6 separate regions of the Mus musculus genome follow, and all the other regions are linked to region 2. The links are chromatin contacts, called in public ChIA-PET and promoter capture Hi-C maps. All regions are on one chromosome and are shown on one strand. The core of a region is the stretch at or near the end of the contact, and the rest is flanking DNA. Distances in the headings are between cores, read along the strand shown. Region 1 has its middle 7.4 kb from the start of Gm51650. Region 2 holds the start of Acbd6 (acyl-Coenzyme A binding domain containing 6). Region 3 overlaps Gm41980 (a long non-coding RNA gene). Region 4 has its middle 8.1 kb from the start of Gm51649. Region 5 holds the start of Tdrd5 (tudor domain containing 5). Region 6 holds the start of Axdnd1 (axonemal dynein light chain domain containing 1).

Evidence for each region. Promoter capture Hi-C pulls out the DNA fragments that hold promoters and counts their contacts. ChIA-PET counts read pairs in DNA pulled down with a chosen protein or histone mark.
Region 1: a contact with region 2 is called in a promoter capture Hi-C map of hippocampal neurons, with 4 times the contacts expected there. The contact joins the enhancer-like site here to the promoter of Acbd6 in region 2. A contact is called at or near these places in 6 of 39 promoter capture datasets (the 3T3-L1 cell line, the C10 cell line, frontonasal cranial neural crest and 2 more), 1 of 484 Hi-C or Micro-C datasets (Th2 cells), 7 of 115 datasets of contacts at active chromatin or transcription factors (astrocytes, bone marrow-derived macrophages, embryonic basal ganglia and 4 more) and 2 of 9 other capture datasets (liver and pancreatic islet).
Region 3: a contact with region 2 is called in a promoter capture Hi-C map of hippocampal neurons, with 6 times the contacts expected there. The contact joins the enhancer-like site here to the promoter of Acbd6 in region 2. A contact is called at or near these places in 21 of 39 promoter capture datasets (the 3T3-L1 cell line, 3T3-L1-derived adipocytes, the C10 cell line and 13 more), 18 of 484 Hi-C or Micro-C datasets (CD4 T cells, the G1E-ER4 cell line, Kupffer cells and 9 more), 17 of 115 datasets of contacts at active chromatin or transcription factors (the SCID.adh cell line, acute myeloid leukemia, bone marrow-derived macrophages and 12 more) and 5 of 9 other capture datasets (adipose tissue, embryonic tail, embryonic trunk and 2 more).
Region 4: an RNA polymerase II ChIA-PET map of memory CD8 T cells shows a contact between it and region 2, with 6 read pairs. The contact joins the enhancer-like site here to the promoter of Acbd6 in region 2. A contact is called at or near these places in 9 of 39 promoter capture datasets (the C10 cell line, embryonic stem cells, frontonasal cranial neural crest and 5 more), 1 of 15 datasets of contacts at CTCF or cohesin (large pre-B cells), 4 of 484 Hi-C or Micro-C datasets (B cells, Th1 cells, cerebral cortex and 1 more), 5 of 115 datasets of contacts at active chromatin or transcription factors (embryonic forebrain, large pre-B cells, memory CD8 T cells and 2 more) and 2 of 9 other capture datasets (adipose tissue and liver).
Region 5: a promoter capture Hi-C map of the SN4741 cell line shows a contact between it and region 2, with 2.9 times the contacts expected there. The contact joins the promoter of Tdrd5 here to the promoter of Acbd6 in region 2. A contact is called at or near these places in 2 of 39 promoter capture datasets (the SN4741 cell line and hippocampal neurons) and 1 of 115 datasets of contacts at active chromatin or transcription factors (fetal liver).
Region 6: a promoter capture Hi-C map of pre-B cells shows a contact between it and region 2, with 2.3 times the contacts expected there. The contact joins the promoter of Axdnd1 here to the promoter of Acbd6 in region 2. A contact is called at or near these places in 2 of 39 promoter capture datasets (hematopoietic stem and progenitor cells and pre-B cells).

What each region holds. Positions count from the first base shown.
Region 1 is chr1:155,004,612-155,007,944 of GRCm38.p6, reverse strand. No RefSeq gene overlaps it. Among named protein-coding and RNA genes, the nearest start is that of Gm51650, 7.4 kb to the right of the region's middle. Within about 2 kb of position 1,649, at least 40 of the 459 cell types and tissues checked have an H3K27ac peak or open chromatin away from gene starts, as enhancers often do. A contact at or near this core is called in hippocampal neurons, where this site is marked.
Region 2 is chr1:155,556,093-155,559,450 of GRCm38.p6, reverse strand. Acbd6 (acyl-Coenzyme A binding domain containing 6) reads right to left here and starts at 1,331. Exons shown (of 8, transcript NM_028250.3): 1 at 592-1,331. The coding sequence starts at 813.
Region 3 is chr1:155,026,259-155,029,901 of GRCm38.p6, reverse strand. It overlaps Gm41980 (a long non-coding RNA gene), which reads left to right. Exons shown (of 6, transcript XR_001779499.2): 3 at 154-298; 4 at 1,029-1,084; 5 at 3,070-3,200. Among named protein-coding and RNA genes, the nearest start is that of Gm41977, 6.9 kb to the right of the region's middle. Within about 2 kb of position 1,786, at least 140 of the 459 cell types and tissues checked have an H3K27ac peak or open chromatin away from gene starts, as enhancers often do. A contact at or near this core is called in the G1E-ER4 cell line, the HPC-7 cell line, the SCID.adh cell line and 11 more, where this site is marked.
Region 4 is chr1:154,793,194-154,796,948 of GRCm38.p6, reverse strand. It overlaps a transcript of Cacna1e not described here. Among named protein-coding and RNA genes, the nearest start is that of Gm51649, 8.1 kb to the right of the region's middle. Within about 2 kb of position 2,383, at least 46 of the 459 cell types and tissues checked have an H3K27ac peak or open chromatin away from gene starts, as enhancers often do. A contact at or near this core is called in B cells, memory CD8 T cells, neutrophils and 1 more, where this site is marked.
Region 5 is chr1:156,301,825-156,305,335 of GRCm38.p6, reverse strand. It overlaps Tdrd5 (tudor domain containing 5), which reads left to right and starts at 1,988. Exons shown (of 18, transcript NM_001134741.1): 1 at 1,988-2,025; 2 at 2,734-2,969; 3 at 3,430-3,511. The coding sequence starts at 2,738.
Region 6 is chr1:156,419,194-156,422,571 of GRCm38.p6, reverse strand. Axdnd1 (axonemal dynein light chain domain containing 1) reads left to right here and starts at 1,657. Exons shown (of 26, transcript NM_001346967.1): 1 at 1,657-1,726; 2 at 2,042-2,237; 3 at 3,161-3,333. The coding sequence starts at 2,144.

The DNA of each region.
Region 1 (3,333 bases), core at 400-2,899, 550 kb after region 2:
CTGAATGTGGTGGTGCATGCAGGGACAGGCAGACCTCTGAGTTCAAGGCTAGCCTGGTCTACAGAGGGAATTCCAGGACAGTCAGGGCTACACAGAGACCCTGTCTCAGAAAAAAAATGGCTCTCTTGTACATTTTATATATTAAAATTAAGAAAATTAAAATTTTCTCTTTGGAACTTTGAGTATTTGGATCTCAGTGGGTGGGTGGGCAATAACAAATGAACGATGTTGTGTGAGGAATGTGTCATAGTCAGGGCCTGGGGATGATGCTCTCTAAATGCACTGGTACTCGCTTGGACCCCACGGGCTTGCTACCCTGCTTTCCACTTCTTTTTGCGTATGTGAAGCAAGCTACTTATAAGAAGGAAGGGGTTATTTAAGCTCATGGTCTCTGAGGTGTAAGTCTACTGTCACTAGATGCCATCATTTTGGGCCTGTAGGGAGGCAGAACATGGTGTGTGTGTGTGTGTGTGTGTGTGTGTGTGTGTGTTGGGGAGTATGGTTGTATGGTTGAGCAAAACTATTTAATTCATGGCATCTGGAGAAAGGGGGAGGGAAGGAGAGAGGGAGAAAGAGAGGGGTGGAGATTATGACTGGATATGACTGTTGTCATGCCTTGCAAGGTATAACCCCCATGACCTCACTCCCTTCCGCTGGGTCCCACCTCCTAAGGACTTTTACCACCTCCTGGTCCTGTCCCTCACTGGCAATGAAGTTTTCAACTCATGCCTTCGGGGGACATTTAAGATTCATAAAATTGTAACCACATGGTTGCTAAGGTTATTATGAAGCAGAAAATTTGAATAATGATTGTTTTGTTCTCCAGCCCTTTGAGGCTTACATCCCTGCTGGGAAGGAAGCTGAGCAGATTTTCAGTTTTCTCTCCTCTACCCCGCCTCCTGCAGCCCCCCTCCCCGACTGCAGAATGGAACCCCAAGACTGACTGCACCATACACAATGAATCTTGGGTGCTTTTCCCCATGGGTGTAAGAGAGCCAGGGCTACATCATAGGAGAAGGAGCCACACACCCAGGCAAGATATTCTTCTAGGGAAGGGTACTTTGGAGTTAGGCGTGTCCAACCCATAGAGAGAAAAAGAGCCTGTACACGGCTCTGTACAGGGGTTTCCAAGCTTACTCGTTCCTGGAGTTTTCTTTTCCTACAGGCCGCCAGGGTGCGCCTGGTGCCTCCGGCCTCTGCGGCCGGTTCCTCATGTTGCCACTGGGTGGTGCTGTGTCCCGCGTGTACAATGCTGTTTCAGACCAAGTGGCTAACCTAGTCCTCAGCAAATCTGTGTGTTCTGGAAGCTACCGGGGCCATGGCTACCGGGGCTTACAGCCCAGAGCTGGAGTAGAGATGGTGTTCATGTAAGAGAGCAGCCTTAGAGAGAGGAGCCTTCATTCCATACAAAGTTCTGCAGGGTTTTCTGGGGAGGCCCTTGGTTTCTGACTTGGCTTTGCACCCAGGCTAAACAGAACCCGAGTTCTGGTGTTTTTAGGCGTTAGTTACCCACGTATTGGTGAATTCCAAGCTACCAGTGAGCAGAGATATACAGAGGAGACAGCGTGAGTCTCTCTAGCTAATGTGACCACGGAGATGAGTGGTTAATTCTCGCAACCTCGATTTCCTTTCCTACAAAATGGGCTAAGGCATTACTCGGAAAGTACCCGGAAAGTAAGAGGAAGTAACTTGATCTCACCTACCCCTTAAAATGGCTCTGCTTGTTCTAAAGATCTGGTTTCATGTCAGCTTTCCCAGTGAACTACAAAGTCTGTGAAAGCAGAGACTACACATCCCACGGCCATCTTTGTATTTCTAGTGTCTGGCACAGGGCCTGGCACATAGTATATGCTCAATAAACATGTCAACATCAAACTGAGAGCTATGTGAGCAGATCACGTGGTGGGGATTGCTTATGCATGATAACAGCTGTGCAGAGACCCTTCCCTTGGGTTTACATCTGGGCTCTTGGGCTCCTTCTGTGACTCTGGGTGAGCCATACATCTCTCCTCCTGAGCTTTCTCTGAACCATGGAGGGTTAACTTGTTGATTCTTGCATGGATCCTTCCAGAGATGAGGCATATTTCATCTTTTCAAAATGCTGTGGTCGTGGACTGTCGTATCCTGGGCTGGTTTTCAGAAGGAGTGGTGTGGTTGTGTTCCTTGGGCTACCCAAGTGCTGCTGCCCAGGCTTATGAACTTAAGTTTGTATCACTAGAGGCTGGTGGGGTAGGGGCTGAGACACGGGCATCAAGATCTCCTTGGCTCCTCCCCAACTTGTTCTAAGTCTTTAGAGCAGAATAGAGGACATGCCAAGGTTGCCACACCAAATGTAAAAGTGATGCCTACACATGGGAAAAGGAGTCTCTCTGGCTTTCTCCCGACAGAACATCAAATCCACCATGGTCCTGCCAACCCTAGCTCTGAGGCTGCCTCCCTGTGTGCTTCCAATAGCATAAGCCGTGCCCTCCCCCCAATCTCCTGTGTCCCCTGACACCTCAGCTGCTGCCAGCAACCCCCAGCTTGGCACTGCATGCTGCTGCCCACCAGTGGTGGCTTCCTTGTCTCCTGGCTTCCTTCTAGCTGCTTCTGTCTGCAGGGGGGTAGGGAGGGGTGTGTACGTCTGAAGTGTGGGGCTGGCCTCCCAGTGAGCAGGGGAGAGAGCTGCCTCAGGTTGTCTGATCACTGCAGGGGCTAAGCCCTTACCTCCTTCCACCACCCTAGCCCTCTCACCCCCCCCCCATCTGCTCACAGAGGATGTGGCTTCATTCTCCTTCTCTGGGAGTGGGTCTGGAGTATCATGCAGCTCCAAGTCCCAAGGCTTTCTCCTTCCAAGCAGCCCTTTGGGAAGGGTCTGTGTGAGGCATCTATCACCTTTCCATCTCCGGACACTGTGTCCATTCCAGTGCTTAGCTTGTCTTGCTGAGACCACCCTTCTTGCTGATTGACTGTGCCCACTCCTCTTCTGTTACCTCTGATTCTTTTTGCCAGTTCTTACCTGGGCTACTGCTATGACTTGCTAACAGGGGTCTGATTGCTCCCTTGACACCTTCTGCATTTGAGCATATTCTCTAATGTAAGTCTACTCAGGTCTCCCTCCTTTTCTCTGTCTCTATTCTTTCTCCTTCCTTCCTTCCTTCCTTCCTTCCTTCCTTCCTTCCTTCCTTCCTTCCTTCCTTCCTTCCTTCCTTCCTTCCTTCCTCTCTTCCTTTCTTTCTCCTTCTTTCTTTCCACCTTCCCTTTCTTTCACAAATGTGCCACATACTGTTCCAGACACCTGAAACAGGGCAGGAGATGAGTACAACCAAGACAGACACGGTCTCAAGTATCTGT
Region 2 (3,358 bases), core at 82-2,581:
TGATATATCCATGTAACTTTCTAAACTGCCTACTCCCCTGGGTTTTCTATTTGGAAATGAAAGTGATTCAGGAAGCTGAGTGGAGAGTTAGTTCATCACCAGACCTCCATGTTACCTGCATGGAGCCCTTAATTTTAAAAATGTGGAGGGACTATATCTAGCAGGACCAAATTCAGCCAAAAACATAACAACTATATTTAGAGTTCCTAAGAATCATAATAGTAATATTGTTAGCATCTTATACACAGTAATGTTCTCTTAAATTTCAAACTTATTATTAACATTACCATGTTTCCTATCACATGTCCTTCTGGCAACAGCGAATGCCAAATTTTATTTTATCATCCTCATTTTGTAAAGGTTCAGAGGCAAGGCCACTGAAACATTGTCATTCAGTGCCCGGCTACATAAATATTCGTTGGATATCAGAGAGATTATTCCATGTCCAGAATGATGCTATTCTCCAGGGTAAAAAACAAAAACAACAAACACACACATACAAACTTCATTACGCTCGACCATTAGCCACGCAATCTGCTACTAAGTTTTTGGAGGAAACAGCCCACGTCCTCTCATCCACCCATCTTTTACCTGCTTGAACCTGGCATACAGGTACAGGAGCTGCTCCCGGCTGGCTACCTGAACCAGGCCTTGGACGTGTGCGGCAGCCTTCTCAAACAGCTCGGCCAAACTCCGGGTCCCCTCGGCCTCGGGGGTCTGGAAGGATTCCATATCACCAGAGTCGTCCCCGGAGCTCAGTTCCCCACCGCTGTCGCCTGTGGTGGCCCCCGAGGGTAGGAACGGTGTGGCCATGTTCACTAGCTCGCTGTGGCCGGTCCTCCCCGGTGTGGCGCGGGTTCCCGGGCCTGATCCACCGGTCCGGGTGCGGAGCTCGAGCGGGAGTGGGAACGCAGTGAGCTGTCTGGCGGTCTCAGGTGATTCTGCCACTCCGCCTACCCGGGCGCACAGGACCGCCCCGTCCTCCCCCGGTTTCCCCTCGGGCTTCGCCCGGGTCGCTCCAACGGTGCGGGGTCTGGAGGCCGCTCGGCTGGAAGATGAGGGGAAGCCGGCGGCGCGGCGCGTGCGGCTGGGACGGGAGCTGGGAGGTGAAGCGGGGCGCGAGCTCGGCGGGTCGGACGCGCACCCGGGCACGCGCCGGTGGATACGGGGCCCCGCCTGCTCCGCTAGCGTGGGTTGCGGCGGCCGCGGTGCGGGATGGAGATACGGGCCTCGGTGACAGACAGGGGACGTCGCTCGTGGTTTTGGGGGGGACTTCGGAGTCACAAACTCCGGAACTCACCCGGATAGGGCCCCCAGGGGAAAGGGAAGGAGGCGGTCCATTAGTGTAGCTGCTAGAGTAGAGTCGCGGGAAACAGAGAGCTGAGGACAAAGGTTCCGCCGTTTCCTAACCACCCACTCTGACTTAAAATAGCGAGTCACCAACAGATGGAAACCTTCCTTCACTGCCCCACCGTGTGTCTAAATGGTTAGATGACTCTCTCCCATCAGTGTTTTGTTTTCCAAACTTGCTGCCCCCTCATTTCCCAGCGCTTTGAGAGAAGGCATCACCAGGCCCCCAAACCTGCATCATCTCATCTCAGTTGTGCCTCACCAGGCCCCCAAACCTGCATCGTCTCATCTCAGTTGTGCCTGTGCTTCTTGAAGTGAAACCCAGTTCTATAGCTCTGCCGGAAAGGAACAGATCTTTCCACGTCCAGCACACTGTCAAAAAGAAAAAGTGTATGCATACACAAAGTTCATTACGTCTACACGCAGACCGTGTACATTTGCTATCAGTTTTTACGAAAAGCACGTTTTGGTACTCTCTCCTGCAGGAATTTGAGAACCCCAATGTGGAATGTCGCTTGAAGAAACTGCTCTCAGTTTTTGGGGTGTCTCACATCAACTGTGTGTGTGTGTGTGTGTGTGTGTGTGTGTGTGTGTGTGTGTGTGTGTGTGTGTGTGTTGTTACTAGTAGTACTAGTAGTGGTGCTAGTAGTAGTAGTAGCTTTCACCAACCCAAAAGCTAAGAATGTCGTCAACTATCTTCTTGGGCCTGTAGGAAAGTTTTCCCCGTCTCAGTGTTACTGCTTCTCTGTGTACCCGCCAATGTATTTTTAGTTTGCTTTGATTTATGACTTTCTTTGTTCTGTAAAACTATGAAACTGTTTCCACATTGGAACTTGGAATTTGGGGTAACCTAAATTTGTAGTCACTCGAAGTGACTCCAGAATAAACTATTATTTATCTTTAAGATGAGTGTGGTGATTTGAGTAAGAGTGGCCCCAATAGGCTCATATACTCGAACGCGTGGTTATCGGGAAGTGGTACTACTTGTGAAAGATTAGGAGATAGGGCCTTGTTGGAGGAAGTGTGTCAATGAGCTTTCAAAAGCTCAACCCAAACCCAGTGGCTCACTCTTCCTGCTCCCTGTAGATCTGAGATGTACACCTCTCAGCTGCCTCTCCAGCACCACGTCTGCCTTCGTGCTGCCATACTTCCACCATGATGAAAATGGACTAACCCGCTGAAACTGTAAGCCAGCCCCAATTAAATGCTTTCTTTAATAAGAGTTGTGGTCATGATGTCTCTTCACAGCAATAGAAACCCTAACTAAGATAATGAGGGATGTGATTTTGGTATCAGCAGTGGCTAGTATGTTCTAAATATGGTAGAGACACACACTCATGTGTAGTCATTTATCACTAGTAGCTTAAAACTAATAAAAACACTAATAAACATAAGGCTAATAACAAAGAACTACAAAGAATGGTTATTGATTGACCATTTAGGATTAAACTTTCAACAGAACTTTGAACAGGATAAGTGAACAATGAGAAACAGGAAGAAGTTAAATGGCTTGGGTCTGACTTTCACGAACATTCTTTGAGAATAGAGAATGTTTCCACTATTAGTCCCTCCACAAAAGGAAAAACAAGGACAAATGCACACCTTATAACATGCATAGTGGTTTGAATAAAACTGGCCCCCATAGGCCGGTAGAGAATGGCACTATTACGAGGTGTGGCCTTGTTGAAGTGGGTGTGGCCTTGGGTGGGTGTGGCCTTGTTGGAGGACATATGTCATGGGGTGGGGGAGTGGGAGAGTTGTGGGGTAAGGGGTGGGCTTTGAGGTTTCAGAAGTTCAAGCCAGGTCTAGAGACTCACTGTTCTCTTCCTGATGCCTGTGGACCCAGATGTAGAACTCTCAGCTACTTCTTCAGTACCATGTCTGCCTGCGTGCCACCATGCTTCCCACCATGATGATAATGAACTAACCTGTAAGCCAGCTCCAATGAAATATTTTCCTTTATAAGAGTTGCCATGATCATAGTGTGTCTTCACTAAGACAATGTGAT
Region 3 (3,643 bases), core at 537-3,036, 530 kb after region 2:
ATTGTCATTTACCCCTGGGGTCACAGCTGTCTGCCTACTCCATCACCCAGAGCCTTAGGCACTTGGGTTGCCCAGGAAGCAGGGTTGGCACCTGCTATGTACCTGCACAGTGACAACCAATAAAGTCGCTCTGGGGTTTCTGCTTCTTATTAGGATCCCAGGATGGAATGGAGAGGGAAGAGCAAAGACACAAGGCCGCTTCCCCACACTCTCCAGGAGCTCTGAGGGCTTAGATGTGTGGGTGGCGGTGCTACTGGAGGACGTGAAAAGAAGCACAGGAAGGGACACAGAGGCAACGGTAAGAAATAGGTTGGGGTCACTTCTTAAGTATGAAGCTAATTGCTATAGGGGAGCAAGCTTGTGAGTTCATACCTCCTGAGGGGCAGAAAGCCCAGCTCTGGGGCCACAGCAATTGGGAGAAGGGGTGAGATAAGGCTACAGGAGCCCCGAAGCTTCTGCTGAGGAGGCTGGGCTTTACATAACGAGCCACTGGGAGTCACGAACACAGGAAGATGATTCAGCCAACACATGGCGGCACAGGGAGACAATTCTATCTTCCTGTGGCGAGGGGGCGCAGACTCAGGTGTTAGCATTCATAGCAGCCGGAGCGGAGCAAGCCTCCGTAGCTGGGACACCGAACTGCCTGCCGGGGATCAGGAAGGCCGAGGGGCAAAGGTGGCTTGTGGGGAACTGCAGGAACTCTGGCCGAAACGTGGGGGCATCCAGTAAAGATGCGGCTAGGTGTGGGTGGGCAGGAAGAGTTAGGCGTTAGGGGGCTGAGAAGGAGGGGCAGGAGGGACCAGCCGTGGGGGGAGGGCTTTCTAAGTCCGAGGGAGTAGGGTCTAAGAGCAGGCTTTCTCTAGGTCATTCCCACATGCAGGTGAGCCGGGAAGACCAGCTGCTGGTCTTTCCAGTTGTCAGTGGCAGGGGAAGCCCAAGTTTCCATGCAGGGGGATTGCTGGTTCTGCTGACAGGCACCCCGTGCTTCCTGTTTCCTGATTGTAGAGAGAGCTATGTTTTTCCTCCAGGGAAAGAGGAAGTAGTCCCACAGCTGTCCCAGTAGCGGCTTCTGAGGTTCACCAAGGTATGTCCCTGGTTGTCTATTGGGCCTTTGAGTCCCTGTCCAAGATCCCAAGCCCATTGGGCAGTGAAAAAGGTTTTCTTTGTCTTACCAACTTCTAGGCCAGTATTTCCCAACTGTGATTAAAAGGAGCACCACCTAGGGAGTTATAAATAACCCTCGTGCCCAGGCAACAACCAAGACCAATTGAACAGAGTCTGAGGGGGAGAGCGTATTTGAAAGCACCCTGGAAGATTGCAGGGTACAGCCAAGCTTGGCAATCTCAAGTCCAAGTCCATGTTCCCGTAAATGGTGCTATTAACAATGGAGCAGGTGTTCCTGATGTCCTGAAAATGTGGCAAGGCCAGTCCAGGCTTCAGGGAAGGGCTTAGCAGGGGGAAAGGTCATTACCGATGTGAACAGCTTCTTAGTTACAAAATTGTCTACTTCCTCCTTGTCAGACAGCTGTGGACACCTGGACTGGACCCTTGTCCCTGTTCTCTAGGGTTGGGACAATTCCACACACACACCTGTTCTTATCTCTAGAACAGATTCAGGCTATGGTTCGAGTGTGTAGCTCGGACTGTTAAGCTAGCATACGGGAAAGCTGAGTGACTTTAGCCACCTACTCCAGATTTTCTCTCCCCAGGTTGGAGGTTGTGTTCAGGGTACCAGCACGGTCTGGTTCTAATGAGGGCTTGCTCATTTCCTGGCTTGCAGACAGCAGCTTTCTGCTCGTATCTTCAAAAGACAGAGGAAACTCTGGTTTCTCTTCGGAAGGTTAATCCTTCCAGACTCCAGTCTCCTCATGACCTCACTTAGAGTTAATAATCTTCCAAAGGGGTCCATGGAATCAGGGAGAGAGTACGGATGTCTTTCCTCTATACTTGTAGTGTGTGTGTGTGTGTGTGTGTGTGTGTGTGTGTGTGTGTGTGTGTGTGTGTGTGTGTGTACACGAGTCTCATTGGCCGCACAGGCTACCTGAGAGGGAGGAAGTGGGAGGAGTGGGTGGCTGCTCTTCTTGGCTGATCTCTGGAGACCTGCCTGCAGGTCTTGCAGTTGTGCACGCCCACCACACTGCCTGTCACCTCAGATGGATGATCAAGTCATACAGATGCATCCTCAGTACTTCTGGCTCCGCCTCCGTGGGCGGCGCCTCCCTGGCTTAGCAAGTCTGTGCTTTGATATTGAACTGCTTTTCTTTGCTCTGGGTGATTTCTTCATCACTGCCACTCATTAGTGTTCTTTGTTCCCCACAATTCGCTGGGGTTTACATAATGCTACTCGATTTATGTATTTTAATGCACACATTCTCATTTCGTTTCATTCAGGGAACAGGAACGAGGGTCCAGTCCAGGTGCCCACAGCTGTCTGGCAGGGAGGAAATACACAGAAGCAGTTCACACTTGTAATGACCTTTCCTTTGTACTTTTCCTTTTAAATAACTTTTTGTTTTATTTAGGCTGTGCACGGTTTCATAACTTACATCTTTTTAAAAAATCAATAATTATTAGCTATTCCTTTATATCTCTAAGGATCCTGAATATTTTTTCTTTTTTTAAAAAAGACTTATTTATTTTATGTATGTGAGTATACTATTGCTGTTTTCAGACACACCAGAAGAGGGCATCAGATCTCATTACAAATGGTTGTAAGCTGCCATGTGGTTGCTGAGAATTGAACTGAGGACCTCTGGAAGTCAGTCAGTGCTCTTAATCGCTGACCCATGTCTCCAGCCCTATATTTTTTTCATAACATCTATCACTACTTGGCATATTATCCTTCCCACAGTGTGTGTGTGTGTGTATGTGTAAATGTATGCGCCAGTGTGTATGCATGTGTATGTGTGTGTTTGTGAATGTGTATATGTGTGTGAGTGTGTATATGTGTGTGCATAAGTATGTGTATGTGTGAGAGTGTGTATAGTGTGTATGTGTGTATGTATTTGTGGGTAGAACAGATGATGTCACGTGTCTTGCTACATGGCTTTCTACCTTCTTTTGAGACAGGCTCTTTCACTGAACCTAGAGCTCACTGATTCAGCTGGGACAACTAGCAGTGAGCTTTAGGGCGCTGCCTCTCTCCTCCCGAGCCCAGCGCTGAGATTAGACCCCTAAGGCCGTGCCCATCGTTTTTTTAGGTGAGTGGTGGAGATCCAAACCCAGATGCCCTGCTTGCAAGGCAGACTTCCTAACTGGACTCAGTTCCTAACAAGTACTCATTTAGACTTTACTAACGGAACCATCTCAGCTTTGGATTCTAAACTTTAAACTTTTTCGATTTTATCTATTGCTGCTAAGTGTTTGGAGGGGCCTTTGGATCATCAACTTACAGTAAATACTACGGTGCCTGGAAGTCCTGTAATTAGAACTCATTTAGAAGACCATCAAACCTATTATAACAGGGCCTTAGGGGTTTGCTCTTGAAACTGCAGAATACTGATGTCTGTCACTGTTAAAGTTCACCTTGTTCCTCCTCCTCAGTCTAGGAGGGGGCGGGGGTGGAGGTGGGGAGGAAACAGAGGCCAAGGGATTTGCTTCAGGCCCTGCATCTTGTTAGTAGCAGAGCCAGGACGGCAAACCT
Region 4 (3,755 bases), core at 1,134-3,633, 760 kb after region 2:
GCAAATGCTAGAGTCAGTGATGTTAGCCCACCCATACCTGTTCCCAGCACTCACTGCTGCCACCTGCTGGAGACCCCTATGTCTATGACCATTCCAACTCTCTACCCTATCCCCAGAGATTCTCTCTCGGATGGCTTCAGGTGCTTCTGACTCCCATCAAACGCTCCAACCCCAAATACTGGCACTGTCTAAAGCAACAGCTCTCAACCTTAACACTGTGACCTAATACAGTTAGTTCTTCTGGTGTGGTGGACATGAAATTATTTTTGTTGCTATTTTGTAACTGTAATTTTGCTACTGTTATGAACAGGAATGTAAATCTCTGTGATTTCTGATGGACTTAGGCAACCCCCCTCCTGCCCACGAAAGGGGTCACAACCCACAGTTGAGAACCACTGGTTTAGACCTTATATTGCAACATCAAAAATATCTTCTAACTTTCCCTTCCCTTTCCTCTTTTTCCTGCCTCCTTTCCCACTCCATCCCCTCTCTTCCCTCTAGTTCTTTTTACCCAGGACCTTGTTAGGTAGCCCAGGCTGGCCTTGAGTTCTCCATCCTCCTGCCTCTGCCCCTTGAGTATGAGAATTACAGGTATACACCACCCACACGTCATTATGCCCTATCTGCTCTTCCTGATTGCAGTCACCTACTGGGACCCAGTTAGTCCTTTTGTTCCAGGGATACTTTAGCTTCTTCACTGGTATCTTCAGTACCTTCTTCTTCACATGCTAGCAGTTCCGAGTGACACTTGTGTCCTCAGATGTGTCTTGCTGTGTGTGCTGGGCTCTTGGTCCTTTGGTTCTTTGCCCCATTGTATCTCACTTTCATAGTTTCCATCTTTGTCATAACTTCACAGCTCCTCCATTTCAGTTTCAAGCCTCTTGGCATCTGATTGCCATCTCCTCTCCTCTCTTTCTAGTGACCCCCTTTTAGGGCTCAGTTCCTTAGACTCTTCCATTTCTGTCCTAGTTAGGGTTTCATTGCCGTGAAGAGACACCAGGGCCATGACCGAGGCAACTCTTATAAAGGCAAACATATAATTGGGGCTGGCTTACAGTCTCAGAGATTCAGTCCATTATTGTTATGGTGGGAAACATGGCAGCATACAGGCTGACTTGGTGCTCGAGGAGCCAAGAGTTTTTCATCTTGAACTGAAGTCAGCCAGGAGGAAGCTCTTTTCCACATTGGGTGGAGCTTGAGCACTAGGCTCCTTGAAAGCCCACCTATACAGTGGCTCACTTCCTCCAACAAGGCCACACCCACTCCAACAAGGCCACACCTCCTGACAGAGCCATTTCCCATGAGGCCAAGCATATTTGAACTACCACAGTCTCACTGCATCTGCATCAAAACTTTTTTGCTACCCTCATGAATCAGGGGTTAGCCAAGGTAGAGGATGCTTGATGCTTCCCACGTTGGTGTCTAGTCTAGCTGGTTAGGGTTGGTCCGTGTTCACTGAAGCGTCACCATCACCACGATCCCTCCCTAGGATTCGGCCTCCACTGTGTTGCTCCTTTGTTGCTTCAACAGGCTGGTCTCCCAGATCTCCAACTCCGCCTTTATCCTACTTGGCATGTCCACATGCGCTCACATATCTGAACATTTCTATGAAAACCCCTACCAGCCATACTGACTGTGGTCAGAAACACAACTACCGCCTCAAGTCACTCTTTCAATTTGCTCAGAAGTCTTTTTTTTTTCTTTTCGAGACAGTGTTTCTCTGTATAGCCTTGGCTGTCCTGGAGCTCACTTTGTAGACCAGGCTGGCCTCGAACTCAGAAATCCGCCTGCCTCTGCCTCCTGAGTGCTGGGATTAAAGGTATATGCCACCACTCCCGGCAAACGTCTTATTACATTGTACTTCCATATTCATTATCGCACTCTTGGGGGTAACATTTCGTTCTCAAACCCCACCATCTCCTTCAGCCCACCCGAGCTCATGCCTGGAGCTGCCTTCCTTCTTCACTGGGAAAACAGCAGTCACCAGAGGGGCATGTGTGACTCCCTTCTACAGCTCACCTCTGCATCTGCCCCAGAACCAGCTTTTTCCTTCTGTTACTGGGGCCTGACTGTTCCTCAAGATTCTTGGGGGAGTCTCATGCCTGGGTAGAGGAAGTCGAGTCCTCTTGTCTACTTCCTGTTTCCCATGCGTGTTCTCACTAGTTCCTTTTGAAGTCATTTCAACGTGACCTTCATCCTGTTCCTGGGTTACCTTGGTTCCCCCATTGACAATTTGATAGATGGTCTTCTGTGCCCATTTTGAGGGATGTCTAGCAGCAGGCGTGGTGGCCGTAATATTTTACTGCTGCCTCTTCCTGCCCCACCCCCGATGGTTGTTGTGAAACCACAATGATTCTCCACTTCCTCGCTGCTGCCCACCACCTCTCTTCCTGGTTCCCTTCCCCTTTCCCTGAGCAGTAGCTCTCTAGCGTCTGTTCTCTTCCCAGCACTGTTTATTTCCTAGCGCTCTCACTCAACTCCAGCCAGCGAGATGCCATCACATGTTGGTAACTCACACCTTTGTATCTCCATGGCATTTTCCCTTAATTTTAGACACACCCTACTCACCTCTTAGCGCCTTCAATTGTGTGTCCTTAGGCATCTTTAGCTTAACACTTCTAACACACAAAAAAAGTGTTTTTCTCTCAGGTCAACCTTTCCTGCTGCTTTCCTTTTCTCAGTAAATGGTACCTATGATCTGTTGGGTACTCTGATACAGGCACCTGTGACCTGTTGGGGACTGTGGTACCTATGACCTGTTGGGTATTGTGGCACCTATGACCTGTTGGGTACTGTGGTACCTATGACCTGTTAGGGACTATGGCACCTATGACCTGTTGGGTACTGTGGTACCTAAGACCAGTTAGGGACTGTGGTACCTATGACCTGTTGGGTATTGTGGCACCTATGACCTGTTGGGTACTGTGGTACCTATGACCTGTTAGGGACTATGGCACCTATGACCTGTTGGGGACTATGGTACCTATGACCAGTTAGGGACTGTTATACCTATGACCTGTTGGATATTGTGGTACCTGTGACCTGTTGGGTACTGTGGTACCTAAGACCAGTTAGGGACTGTGGTACCTATGACCTGTTGGGTATTGTGGCACCTATGACCTGTTGGGGACTGTGGTACCTATGACCAGTTAGGGACTATGGTACCTATGACCTGTTGGGTACTATGGCCAGAGATGTTGAAGCCACTTCCTTTTTCACACCAACACCTGGCTCTTGCCAGTCCCCCTTGGCTCTCCTTTTAAAAATGTATCTGCTCACCTTTATCTGCTCTGCCATGAGCTCCTGGCTCCAAGACACATTTTATTTCTGTTCAAGGACAGGTATATGTGTTTGTGTGTATATGTGTGTTTTTATGTGTGCATGTGTATGTTTGTGTGTATATATGTGTGTTTATATGTGTATGTGTGTGTTTGTGTGTCTCTGTGTATGTATGTGTATGTACTTGTGTATGTGTATACATATGTACGTGTTTGTGTGTGTATGTGTATATGCATAACCTCCGCTGTTGTAAATTTAATATTAAATGTATCACAATTACAACTTTTTCATCAGTGAAATAATAAGGTTGCTGATAACAAAATAAATAAGTAAATAAGTAAATAAAGGGACGCTCGTGGTTGTTACTAGGTACCTGGCACTCTTCTTCTGAATGTGAGTTTATTTACTCTTGTGTCAGTTGGACAAACCTGTCCTTGCTATTCTGTCATCTTGTGCCATTGTGATAAAACCCCTGA
Region 5 (3,511 bases), core at 739-3,238, 750 kb before region 2:
CTCCATACAACCTAGAATTGTGTAGGAAGAGAATCTCAAGGATTGGCTACATCAGGTTGGCCTGTGGGATACTTTACTAATTTGGTGAGTTAAACTGGGATGACCCATTCTGAATGTGAACGTCACCACCCCCTGGGTTTGAGCCCTGGGTCAAGCAAGAGAGAAGAAAATGAGTTGGTCACTAAGCATGCATGTATTTTCTCTCTGCTCCGGGCTGCAGATGTTACAGGCTGCATAAGGTTTCTTCCTTGACTTCCCCAGTGATTGATTGTAACATGGAATTGTGAGCTAAAATAAGCCCCCTTTACCCTGGTTGTTTTTTGTCAGGGTGCTTTATCTTTTATCGCAACAACAGAAATAAAACTAGAATATTATTCATCGATTGTTCTATTACAGCCTGCATCAAAGCCAGGCATTTTGACCCACACCGTAATCTGTCCATAGTAGAGGCAGGAGAATTCCAAGTTTGACGACAGCCTGAGCAACGTAATAAGACTTGCTCCAAAAAAGGAAAAAGTTAACTTTCTCAGTAGGAATAAAATATAGTTAACCTATACAGACTTCTTGGTGCTAGGTGTGTTACATTTGTTACCGCAGATCATTGGTATGAGAATCTGAGGTGATATCCTTTTTAAGGGAGTCATCCAGTGTGCTATTTCCTGAAAACATTTTAACTCCACTCTCTTAATGTTGGCTTGCCAATGGAAAAAGATTCATCTGGGTAGGTTTTACTCCAATGGCAATCTAATTAACACTGTTTTAGAGATAGCTGTTCATACCTAAAATCTCCATTCCTTTTCTCCTAGGCTTTGTGTAAGAAGGGATTTTTGTTTTAGTTAGTTCCGAGGACTCAATGGGCCCTTAAAAATATGAAGACGTGTTCCTTCTAAAACTTGTCATTGAAATGCTGCAGTATTTGGGTCCATTTTTCATTTTAGGATGTTCTGTTAATCTACTTATCAGCTACAACTGCTCTACTATAAACCGAAGATATAAATCCTTTCTAGTTTTAGTTTTTTAGGGATTCTTTAATAGTCCTCATTCATTGATGGTACATTTTGTTCTCTTGGAATATTCACTTACGGGTTTTAGGCAAGAATGGCTTAGGGATCCCGCCCCCTTTATGCAACCGGCCAGTCTCCAGCTGGGGCTTTCCTCTCTCCACCTCCAGAGAGCTAGGCTCAACAGGTGTGCATCACCCCACCTAGTTTCCGGCCTCTTAAGTTGAATCCTTTGAGTATCTTTTAGGTTGTCCATTTAAGAGTGCATACAGTTAAGGGAAAGGTATTCATATCCTGCATTTCTACTTGCTAGTTTTTGAGGACTCCTGTCAATCTAGTTTACTCTACAAATCCAGCAAACATATCCAAATGAAATTATCCTCCATAGTCTCCCACTTCTCTTCTTTCCATTGCTCCTGGGATGTTCTTCATTCCAAAAGTCCGTCCATCCATCCATTCCTCTCTTCTAGGAGTCAAAGTCGCTTTAAGGTCAGCAGTAATTCTCAAGAATCAGACTCGCTCTTAATTTTTTCCCCCAAATAAGCGCAGACCTACGGGGGCGAGGCGAGCTTCCGGCGGGGCGGGGCGGGGTGGGGGGCACTAGTCCTGGATCCGCAGGATCCGCATGTGCCTCCGCCGCGGTCCCCGCCCCCCGCAGGTGCCTGGGGGCGGGGCGGGGCGGGGCCGGGCGGCGCCGCAGGGCTCAGGTGGAGGGTGGTCCAGCGGCACCTGCGTCTTCCCGCGGCTTCGGGAGGAGGTAGATGCGGCGGGTTGTAGCGCCGTCCCAGAGGGGGAGCCGGTCCTCGGCCTCACCCGCACCCACACGCTAGGTCTCCGCTAACCGTCACACCGGCCGCGCCCGCTCGCGTGGAACGTGGCGCACCGGACCGGACGGCCCGCAGTGCGCAGGCGCGCGAGACCCTCGCCGGCTCAGCTTCTCCGCGGCCCTCCCGGAGCGTCCCGGACCTGCGGCGCGCAACGGCAGCGCGGGTGCGAGGGAGCGAGGCGGGCGAGCCGCAGCCAGGTAGTGGCGGGCCGCAGAGGGATACGCTACCGCGGTCCTCAGCATGACTCAGATCACGGGAAGAGCACGGGGCAGACGGGAGGACCAGCTGAAGGAGGGAGGGACCCCGGGACCCCCACCCTTCCCGAGTCCATGGAGGCGACCAGGCGGTCTGCGATCCGCTCACGCTTCTCCTGGTCACTCATGCACCGCGACCCTTGGTTCCCAAAGACCGGCTGAGAGATTCCATCTGATACTGAGCAGCAGCGGGGAATGACACCCTCTAAGGAACTTGAGATCACCCTTTAAGCTTCCTTATTAGCCGGGCCCAGTTGGGACTTAATGCCAGCCAGCTGCGAGGATTGGGAGGGCTCATCCCTACAAGCTGAGCTTTGGAGTTTGTAGTGAGTGTGGCCAGAGAGCTTGTGCTGCAGGAGCCTTGGAACACTTAGGGTATTGCTTTAAGCCTTATCGCCTGTAAAACTCACATCTGAGTTTTTATATAACATGGCTGGTCGTTAAAAGGTTTTTGCGTGGTGGCGCACGCCTTTAATCCCAGCACTCTGGAGGCAGAGGCAGCGGATTTCTGAGTTCGAGGCCAGCCTGGTCTACAGAGTGAGTTCCAGGACAGCCAGGGCTGGTTTGTTTGTTTGCTTGGTTGCTTATGGGTTTTGTTCTGTCCTGGTTTAACCACTTTCAAGAGCATTTTCCCCCCCTTCAATCCTGTAGCACGATGTCTGAACAAGAGCGTATACAGGACTGTCTGAGGAAAGAGATAAGGTCCCTTCTTATTTCCACTAAGGATGGTTTGACTCCACAACAGTTGGAAAAGGAGTACCTTTTGATGGTTGGCAACCATCTCCCGCTCCGAATCCTTGGATATCGGTCCACTATGGAACTGGTGTTGGATATGCCCGATGTGGTTAGTGTCTGCCCCGGTGGGGATGGTACCGTAATACTGAAAGGTAGGTTTAAGACTTTGGAAGGTCTACATGAGCCTTTACAGTTAAGATGTACCACTAAGTACAATATCCCGTATCCCAGGGCGGAGGATTTTAACTGGGGTGATAGTCATGGGTACCTTTGAGGTTGTTGGGGGAAGTGAGAGCAAAGGAAAGCCAAAACAGCTTCCCAAATCCCCATTCCTAAGTTCCTAACACTCATTTTAAATTTCACTAGGCACAAATTAGTGACACTTCCAGACCCTGATTAGCAGTAAAACATCTTCCAGCTGGTAGAGGAGTTGGGAAGCTTTTATTGGTCAGAATGTCAGAAATGATGGACCCAACAGCTTTGTCTTACTCTACCTACATACACAGCTCTGTGGAGAGTTAAAAATTGCCGGTGTAATTGTAGATACAAAGGGTAAATGGAGTATGTGTTTTACTTGAAAGTGATTTCTCCACTGTCCCCATATCTTCTTAGCCATTCCAGACGAATCCACCAAAGGAATAGCAAGTTTGGTTGCAAAGCAGAGAAGGAGCCATAAGGTCCGAAACTCCATGCC
Region 6 (3,378 bases), core at 408-2,907, 860 kb before region 2:
ATCAAATTCTATTACAGATGGTTGTGAGCCACCATGTGGTTGCTGGGAACTGAACTCAGGACCTCTGGAAAAGCAATCAGTGCTCTTAACTGCTGAACCATCTCTCCAGTACAAAGTTTTGTTTTTAAATTGATATAAACACCGATGCTGAGAACACAGCTTTGCACAAATATGCTGATCTCAATTAAAATTTAAGATTTTTTTTTCCTTTCTCATGTAGCCCAGGCTGGTCTAAAATTCATTATGTAGCCAAAGATAGGCTTGAACTCCTGATCCTCCTGCCTCCATCTCTCCAGTGCCGGGGTTACAAAGTGTGTTCCATCCACCACATTCCACCATTTAATGATTTTGTTGTCATTAAAAATGAAACTCAAGCCTGCAATTCTAACAGCATTATTTAAAACCAACATTTGGGGGCTGGAGAGATGGTTTAGTAGCTAAGAGGGCAGACTGCTCTTGCAGATAACCTGAATTTGGTTCCTAGAACCCATGTCAGGTGGCTCACAACCACCTGTAACTCCAGGGGGTCTGATTCCCTCTTCTCTGGGGCATCTTCCCTCACACACAATAAGCACATATACATAACCTAAAAGAATTAAAAGTATAAAATCAAAGTGAGCAGTCATGCCAACCGTGAGTGTGGCACACCCACAAGAGCTTTCTCTTGTTCAATCTACAAACTGTTTTATCAACGTCACAAGCCAGATGCACAGTCTTGGTTAACTTGAGTCCAAGTGGACCCTAAACCTTCATAAACCGACACCCCCCCCCACCCCCCCACCATGCTGTCCTTTGCCCCTGCACGACAATGAATAGCCATTTGATTCAATAAATGGACACAATCTCTGAAGAGATTTCTCCCATCTCCCTTGCACTGCAGGAATGGGTGGCAACAGTTAGGTCATGCAGGGTGAGCAGAGTTACTCTGTGCTCGTTTCCATAGGCGCGTCAATGGGAAGATTGTTGCCAACTACTGATCATGATGTGCTTGCTCCTACAATCAGTAGATTCTTTAGAGAGAATGCTAGAGAGCCGATGCTACTGCAAATGCAAATTGGGGCCCATTTCTTTCTTTGTAACCTCCATTAGCCTAGGTGAGAAAGTCCTGCTCAGGTATTTGTCTTCTCCTTCAGCTACTGTTGGCATAGAAAGCTACCTGACACTAAGATGAACCGCACTTACGAACACGAACTGAGTGCATAGAAGTGACTTGAACAACAGAACTAGGCTGTTTGCTAGTTTACTCCTCCTCCTCTCTTTTTGAGACAAGGTTGTCACTAAGTTTCCCTGGCGGATTCAGAACTCATAGATTATGCTAGCCCTGAACAGATTCAAGAGCAGAAGGTCTCATTGCTACATCACCCTCTCTGCAAGGGCAGGGCCCGGGGAGTCTCTACCGGCGCAGGTCTGCGCTTGCGCAGTCTGCACCCGGAAGCGCGGTTTCGAGAGCCTATCCCATTCCGAGACAACAACCCGATTCAATATTCTTCCTTATTGCTACTACCCATGACTAAAAACACACGGAAACTTCTAGAGAGTGTAGAGACTCCTTTTCATCTCTTTTCTTTTGACGGCTCTGCCGGAGGCGGCTCGGCCCGCAAGTTGCTAGGACGGGGGGGGAGCGGGGAGCGTGGGGGGGGGGGCAGAAATGTGCTGCGTTGCTATGACGACGCAGGGCGTTCCGGAAAAGGGATGGCCTTCCGACGCCAGGCGGCAAACACAACTTGTGGGTACAGCGGCCGGTGTCGTGCACTCCTACAGTGCAGTCCTAGGACTTTGCTGAAAGAACCGTGGGAGCCCCGCCCCACTCGCGCCCGCGGAGCTGGGTCGCGCTGACCCGCCCGCAGTCTGTAGGGAGGCGGAGCCTGACTTTCCCGGGCTGGGCCCTGACTCTGACCCACCCATACCCCATCTCTGTCATGTCAAGTTATCTTAGAGGGCTCCCCAAAGAAAGGAAACCACGCCAGATGAATTCTGAAATTCAGTCTGAACACAAACACTCAAGAGATCTCTCTGTTCATTTGCTTTGTTTTGCCTACAGAATTATGGACAGCTTGAAAGTCTGAACACGATTTTGATTTGTTTTTGAATTAATTTTTTGGAGGATTAATAGTTCTGAGAGTGATCCCAGGCATTGATTATTATGTCTCTCCACAAAGTGTCGGACACTTCGCTGACCTCCCCATCAACATCTGAGTCCAAACAGGCAAAACTCTATGTAGTCAAGGAGGCAAAAGGTAAACTTAAGGATGCCGTGGACAGAACCATTAGGGCTACTGAAAGAATTTGCAATCCGTTCTCCCTTTCTCCTTAGCCAGCCTGAACACTCACCAAGTCAGAATACTGTTTCATCTTCATTTAAATACTAATAGCTATATGAAGTTTGGTTGCTTCTTCTCTGACTTCAAGGGAGCTTTAAAAACATAGTTATGTGGATAAGAAAAACATAACTTAGTTCAATATGCCTATTTGTATAAGATTCAAGATGTTTTTTGAGATTCCTTAAGATTTCCATCCTTGGGGCTGTGTCTTGGAAGGCAGAGGCAGGTGATCTCTGTGAATTTGAGGTCAGCCTGGTCTACATAGTAAATTCCAGGCTAGTGGGAGCTACATAGTGAGACCCTGTTTCAAGAAAAATGTAAAAAGACGTAATGATAAATGTAGAACCTGTACCAGAATAAGAATCAAGGCAGTCACCGTCTCACTCTTGCTCATCAGACTGAGGCTATCTCCAGTCTTAAGGTCACAGAGCTTTTTGGGTTGTTTCTTATTTATATTTTGCTACAGTTCCATCATCAACTCAAGGAGGTACGGATTCAACTCAAGGACTTACACTAAGCAAGCACTCTATCCTGAGCTAGCTACCTATTCACTATTTATGTTGCAGGGCAGTGGAGGGGTTGGGGCTTGGGTTGGCTGTACACTCACTCTGTGTAACCCAGGCCTTTTACTTTGTATCTCTCTGCATGTTCTCACATCCCCCTTCCACTCTTCCCTCCACCCTTCTAGCTACTCCTGCTTTAAGTATTCTTTGTAGCTGGGCTCCTCTGCTAGAGGCACCCTTCTTGTTAGAAACACAGGATACTGCTGAGGCAGTCTGGGAAACTTTAACTCCCCGGAACACTCCATTAAAAGTTTGTCTTTCCTAATACTTCCTTAGGGCTTCCTGAGCTAAAGGAGAAAAAATCCATGGTGAACCACCTCAAACCCCTTCCTCCCCTTCAGAATGACTACAGAATCCCCGAGGAAGTTCTTCTCTCTCTGAACTATGCAGCTAATGCCGGTCCCTGTCCTGAAAGCTTACTGCCTGTGAAGAAACCTAAAGCCCCAAAGGTTTGTATATACATACCTATCATGTTTGGGGTCACAATCCCTTTT